Linked DNA regions of Rattus norvegicus: region 2 is linked to region 1. A link is a contact called in public Hi-C data. All regions are on one chromosome and are shown on one strand. Each heading gives the region's core, a stretch centred on a gene start, on an enhancer-like site or on the middle of the called end of the contact. The rest is flanking DNA. Distances are from core to core; before and after follow the strand shown. Region 1 holds the start of Zng1a (Zn regulated GTPase metalloprotein activator 1A). Region 2 overlaps Dock8 (dedicator of cytokinesis 8).

Region 1 (3,060 bases), core at 218-2,717:
TTAGGAAGAAACACTGTTGGTGTTGCAGAAGGTTGGGAATCTCAGGAGCAGGATTTGAGAAGATGTTAGTGTTTGGACACGTTAAGTATGGAAATGTCTGTAAGACATTAAAAACTATACAGAAATGAAACCAAAGGATGGAAGCCAGAGAAATAGGTGCAAAAATATGAAAATGGAGGAGGCTAGTGGGACAGGGTTCCCAGTATTTCCAAAACAAAACAAAACCCAAACAAACAAAAACAAAAGGCAAAGGATGCAAACCGTGCCCTAGATTCAGTCAGTAACAAGGAGCTTCAGACCATTACCTATACTGTTCCTTTCACCTATCAGTAAGCAAAATGTAGAAAGGCAAAGGGGCAAGTCTGAAGTATACTCTTTGGACAAGGAATTTGCTCCGCTTCTACAGAGTAGCGTCTGAATCTAAAATGTTATTTCTTTATAAAAATGAAGCCCAAGTAAAATCTAGAATAGCCTTGGTCTGACTCTAGAAGGGACAAAACTGGTGGTGTGGAGGCACCACCAGTTTTGATTTCTTAGTCGTATATAAAGGGTGTACCAACATCCAGTTTGTTTGTTGCAACACACAGGAACGAGAGTACCACTTGATTCATATTTTTTTCCACAATTTTTATTTTTCTACATTTCTAGTCACTTATTTGTTGTTCCCCTCTGTTAACTGTAATGCTTTAAAAGGATATTTGTAAACGTTTGCATAGAAAAAAAGCACATGAACTGTCCTTCAGAAAACTGCAACATGTTCGCAAATATATGTGTTTTCATGTATCCCCTGTGTGTCCTCAAGACCCCAGCTTAGGAAAGTTTTCAAAACAAAGGTCTTGTTCTAAGTCAATCTCTTACAGTGTTTTGCAAGCAGCCCTCAAAATGGGAGGTGGGTAGTTTAGGACAGTAAATACATATTACTAATGGCTGGAAGAGTTTGATTCCTATGAAATGCAATCCACTAAGCAAGGTGTAAAACAATGTACAGACCGCACCTTTGTTTTCCTTTCCTTTTCTTGATCAGGGCATCCTTTAATAACAATAGACCGTTTTGCTTTGTTTTGTTTTGTTTTTCAGATGAGAAAACTCGGGTGATTTTTATTATTTCCATTCTAAACTGAGGGGAGATGAGCTTCACAAATGTAAGACAACTTATCAAAGAGGCCACAAAATTAAAAGGTGAGTCTGGGTTTCAAAACCGCCTCTGAAAATGCTAGGAGAGAGGCCCCAGCCCCTACGTCGAAGATTCGTCCACGGCCAGGAGGCCCGGGTGCCTGAAGAGACACGGCAGCCCCCCGTTAATTACCTAAATACCCGGTGACAATTGTGACTGGAATCTTAATGATGAAGTCAAGATTTTCTTCTTTTTCTTGGTGCTTGGTCTCAATGGGGACCAATTCGGGACAATCCTCCGCGTACTCTTCTTCCGCCTCCACGGTTTTCATAGCAGGTAACATGCTGCCGGCAGTACACCACCCCTCAGCTAAAAAGCTGCCGCCAGTCGCACTTCCGCGACAGGATTCGGTCGGCGCGGGGCTGATGGCGTCACCACAACGCGTCGCCTAGCATGACTCTAAGGAACAGCCGGCCCTCCAGCCACGCAACAACGGAAGCTAGACACGCTTTCCCGGGGAGGCACGCCCCTACGCAGAGATAGACACGCCCCCAAGCACAATGGCACGCCCCCTATAGAGCGAGACACACCCCCGAGTCAAACTGCACTTGACTGTTAGGACGCTAGGAGCTCCCATGCCTCGAAGTTGTAGTGGGCTCCAGCAGTTAGCTACTATCTTTTGTTAGGGCTGAGGCAACACCGGTTAGGACTTGGGCAGCTTCACCACAGAACAGACTTTCTCAAGTTGACATATTTTATTCTCATGAAGTCCACCTTTTTTCATTCACATGGAAAAAGAGTGATTATGAAGTCATGCTGTAAACTGTAACCTTTCTCATTTACTTGGATATAAGGTAAACTCACATCATTAATTGTATTTGTTGATTCATACTATTCTCATTAGTCTCTGGACTCCTTTGTATTTGTTTATAGTGGACTCCTTGACAGTTCCCCTAACCTAAAAACATTAAGTTGCACCTCTTCTCCCCCAGCCTAGCATACTAGCTACAATCGTGAATTGGGATCTGCTTGGGAATGCTGAACATTCCTTTATGTGTTTATTATGGCTTGTCCTTATACACATGCACATAAATAATGTTGACCATTGTTTGTTTCTCAATTTCAAAAAAAAAAAAAAAGAGTACCATTCTACCATTCAATGTATAATCTCTTGGGGCTTGCTGGATTTCCAGCTTCACTACTGAATTTCCTGTCAATTGTTATCAGGTGTTGCTGTTTTGTTTCCTTTTGAAACATTCATGCACTTTCCCAACAACATAAGAGATCACCTTGGTGTAGTGCTGGTACTAGCAGATATTAATCTTTTACCAGTTAAATACAAAATAGTACCTCAGTGTGATCATCAGTTGCATTTCCTTGGATTTGAACAAGACTGAGCAACTTTTTATGTGTTTTGGCCATATTGAATTTCAGGCCTTAAGAGGGGCTAGCAAGGATTGCTGTGTGGGCATCAGATCCCGTCACAGATGGTTGTGAGCCAGTTAGTGCTCGTAAATGCCGAGCCATCTCTCCAGACTCACGAAACAAGGTTTTAATCAGTTATATACTTTGGATGTTCAGTGTACTCCAAACACCCATCGACTGATAGACAAACCAATTGTGATATATCTAGACTGGGAAAATTAATTGGTGAGGAACAGGTACAAAGTACTGGTGACCTGCTACCTAAGCATATCTCAAAGGCATGCTAAAATATAAAGACATTCATAAAGACTATACATTCTGCAAGTCCATTAATATCGTTTGTCCACGACAGGCAAATCTAGAGATACAGAAAACAGGTTAGTGACTCCTACAAACTAGGGGTTTAATAAATAGTCCCTGCTAGTAGGCATCATTCGTTTTTAGGGTAGTAAAAAGTGTTCTAAACTTGATTATCATTATGGTAGAAGAACTCTGAATCCACATTGAATTGTGCACACTAA
Region 2 (3,470 bases), core at 18-2,517, 110 kb after region 1:
CCCTTCCTCCTCCTGGAATTAGCTGTGGCTCTCAGAAGCCGAATGCTTTAGTGGACTGTGCTACTCAACAGCGGATGAACATGTGTTAGGTGTGCTCATATTTACTGAGGTGTTACTCCTCACATCCTGTCAGTGAACAGAGTGGAAACCATGAGCTCCTGTTGACACAGCCATCTGACTTCACAGCAATTGCTCTCGCATTCTCCCTTTGATATTTAAACCGCTTTATTTGGCAAAATATGGCTCCTGTGTCCACCATGTTTCTACTAAGTTGTCTAATCCTCCTATGTGTACCCATTTCCCATATTCTCCTCCACCCCAGTCAGCCTCCTCCTCCTATTCTGGTTCTGACGCCAGGCTTCCCATGCCTACCTAGATGAGCCTCTTCTTGCACTGACACAATACCAGGATGCCCCTTGGTACTTGGGGCCTTGTCACCGAGCCCAAGCCTGACACCTCATGTCGAGTGTCCCTTCTTATAATTGCTCCTTTGTTAGACTCGGGCTCAGTGGTGATCACGCTCCTGGCTGCCCAGGCTCAGATATCTGCCTTGCACCATTTGGGCTCCAGTTCACCCCTCTGTAAGGGCAGCACTCTCACAACCAATGCGTTTCCTACCCTATCCTGGATTCCAGTTCCAGCTCCGCTTTTCCCAGGCTGCCCTTTCCAATGCACCTTAAGGTTTTAACCTCGCTGTATAGGGAGAGGGGGAAAGATGGGGGAAGTGTTTGAGAAATGGGAAGGAAAGGAAGACGGAGAGAGAAGGGACAAGAGAGAAAAGGACACTATTATTCTCTGACCCTCACAATATACTCTTAAGGTGAACTGCGGTTGCCCCCCTTTCCACACCCGAGGAACCTGTGGCTCAGAGACATGAGGCCACCTGCCCAGATCTGTCTCTCTTGACGAAGTAATTCACAAGGAGCCAGCATCTAAGTTCAGGCCTCTCTCACTCAGCCAGATCCTGCCAGCTGCACACTCTGGCCTCTAAAGAGAATGCTTTCAAGAAGTCTTTGGTTTTGGGATGTTCCTGAGTGTGTAAAAAAGGTGTTTAAGACCGAGTTTGGCAAACGATGGCTGTATCCATTTCACGTGGACAGTTGTTCTCCCAGTCTGCCTATTTCCCCATCTTCCTCGTCTCTTCTTCACATGGGCTCAATGGGAACTTGGCTTTGTCTGAGTCAGTTGCCAGGGTGGGGTGACTAGGCTGAGATGCCTGTAGCCAGAGGCACTGAGCCAGCGGTCTCACTACCTACTCAGTGGTGACTCCTTCCATGCTGGCACTTCTGGAGTGAGTCACCTCTGCGCTTGCCAGCCCCTACCTCTCCCCAGCCAACACTACCCCTGCTTCCAAGAAGAACACTGAACACTGACTTTCTGAGATTTTTTAGGATGGGGAAGTGGATGCCAAAGGGTATGAGGAAGGGGAGAAAAGTTTTCTGACTCCAACATGGGCACAACAGTCTTACTGCTTTCCAAAGAACAAGTCCCCGAGGCTGAAGTGTGTGTGTGTGTGTGTGTGTGTGTGTGTGTGTGTGTGTGTCTGTGTGTCTGTGTCTGTGTCTGTGTCTGTGTCTGTGTCTGTGTCCTTGCTCATAAGTAAACACTCTTAGAAATAGATGTAATTTATAAGATGGTGGAAAAGGCAAGCTAGCAGAGTGTAGTCCTGGTTGCTAAGATAGCAACACCGTAAGTCTTTCAGCTGCTTCCCCAGTTGTTTGTTTGTCTGTTTTTTTTCTCTGTAACCCAAGTTTTCCTTGAGCTTATAACACTGAACCTTCTTCGGAGTCAGTTCTCTCTGGAGAGAATGGGTCCTAAAAAGTAACTGCAGACACCATCATGGAGAGTTAGAATAGATTCAGAGGGATTGGTGTTCGTATTTGGTCTTTATTTTTTTTTTCTGCTCCACATAGGGCATTAAAGATCTAATAACTACAGGCCTAGTGTATCCTCATTTGGGTCTAATTGCAAGACAACTCTTATTTGCCTATATTTGCCACTACTTTAATTTGATTATTTCCTCTTCCTGGGATATCAGACCACCCACCGTGTGGCCAAGTAGACATGGTGACTAGACCACTCTCAGCTTTACTTTTATCTTCTCAGTTATTTATTTGTGAGTTTAGCTGGTTAGGAACTGCTCACAGGGTGTGCCCAGAGGCTACAAGACAACCATGGAAGTTCCTCTCTCTTTCCCTTATTTGGGTTCCAGGGATCAAACTCAAGCCATAAGTCTTGGTGGCAAGCACCATTACCTATGAGCCACCTTGCTACCCACCTCGGGTTTCTTTTTTCCTTTACACACAAAGAAGGTCCTGCTATCCCCCTCCATGTGACTCCCTAGACTTGTTGGCTGAGAATAACTTTCAAGAAGTTGCCAGATGTCGATTATTTATAATTCACTCTTCATTTACTCAGAACAACTGAAACTAATACTCACTCTCTCTCTCTCTCTCTCTCTCTCTCTCTCTCTCTCTCTCTCTCTCTCACACACACACACACACACATTTCATTTTTGTTTTCAGATATTTAGGAACTCCAAGTAAGAAATTATTATAGTTGTTTTTCTTGATTTTTTTCTAAGTATTTATCCTTATTCATGTATGGCCATTTTCTTCTCTGTTAGTGCCTCATTCAGCCTGCTTTTTGCCCAGCCTTATTCCTTATTACAATAGATTGGGCCAGGCACAGAAATAGCCAAGTAGCACTGAAACTGGCCAGTCATAGTAACCCAGACTTAGAATAGTTGCCAGACTGCCCTTACAGAGAGCCTCCAGGCTTTTTGTCTCTTTTCCTCAAAAGCTTTTTTTTTTTTTTTTTTTTTTGTCTTCTGAGCAAGAGAAGCCCTGCCCTGGCTTCCCAGCCCAAGGTGCTGGGGCATCTCCTGCCTCCTTAACTAATACAGTGAACCATACCTTCAGTACCTGCTGCGTGTGCCTCTCTTCCTGCAATGTCCCTACCCTTTCAGAGACTTATAAAGGGCGTTTGAATCACTGCTGGCTTCCTATGGGTCTCTCTTTACCCATAGGCCATTTGAGCTGCCTAATAGACTCTAACCCATTCATGTCCCTTTACAGCCTGCACAGCAGTCTTTACAGTAAAAGCAGAAAGCACACAAATTAGGTGTGTGTACACTTTGTAGCATGTTTACCAAGAAGCCTTTCAGTCAGAAAAATAGGGAATGTCCATGTTGGTTTTGAAATGACAAATTAGAGCTCTTGCCCTTTCCGTCATGGTCTTACTTCTTCAGTGAGTGCCTTGACCGTTCTGTTTTTAGACTCCTCTGAGAGAGAGAGAGAGAGAGAGAGAGAGAGAGAGAGAGAGAGAGAGAGAGGGGGGGGAAAAGAGAGAGGAGGGAGGGGAGGGAAGGCTGGAAGAGGGGAAGGAAGGAGGGAGAAGACAGAGGGAGGGAGTGTGAGAACACACACCAATGAATCTAGGCCCTCAAGCATGCTGGGTAAGAGCTTGAC

The links. Hi-C and Micro-C count contacts between places; a contact is called where the count stands out from the background.
Region 2: a Hi-C map of the A7r5 cell line shows a contact between it and region 1, with 4 times the contacts expected there. The contact joins the enhancer-like site here to the promoter of Zng1a in region 1. A contact is called at or near these places in 5 of 12 Hi-C or Micro-C datasets (the A7r5 cell line, kidney, liver and 1 more).

What each region holds. Positions count from the first base shown.
Region 1 is chr1:232,035,476-232,038,535 of GRCr8, forward strand. It overlaps Zng1a (Zn regulated GTPase metalloprotein activator 1A), which reads right to left and starts at 1,468. Exons shown (of 15, transcript NM_133535.2): 1 at 1,307-1,468. The coding sequence starts at 1,457. LOC102556915 (a long non-coding RNA gene) reads left to right here and starts at 1,568. Exons shown (of 4, transcript XR_010061227.1): 1 at 1,568-1,968.
Region 2 is chr1:232,142,989-232,146,458 of GRCr8, forward strand. All of the region lies in intron 4 of Dock8 (dedicator of cytokinesis 8), which reads left to right. Among named protein-coding and RNA genes, the nearest start is that of Dock8, 69 kb to the left of the region's middle. Within about 2 kb of position 1,268, at least 14 of the 93 cell types and tissues checked have an H3K27ac peak or open chromatin away from gene starts, as enhancers often do. A contact at or near this core is called in the A7r5 cell line, where this site is marked.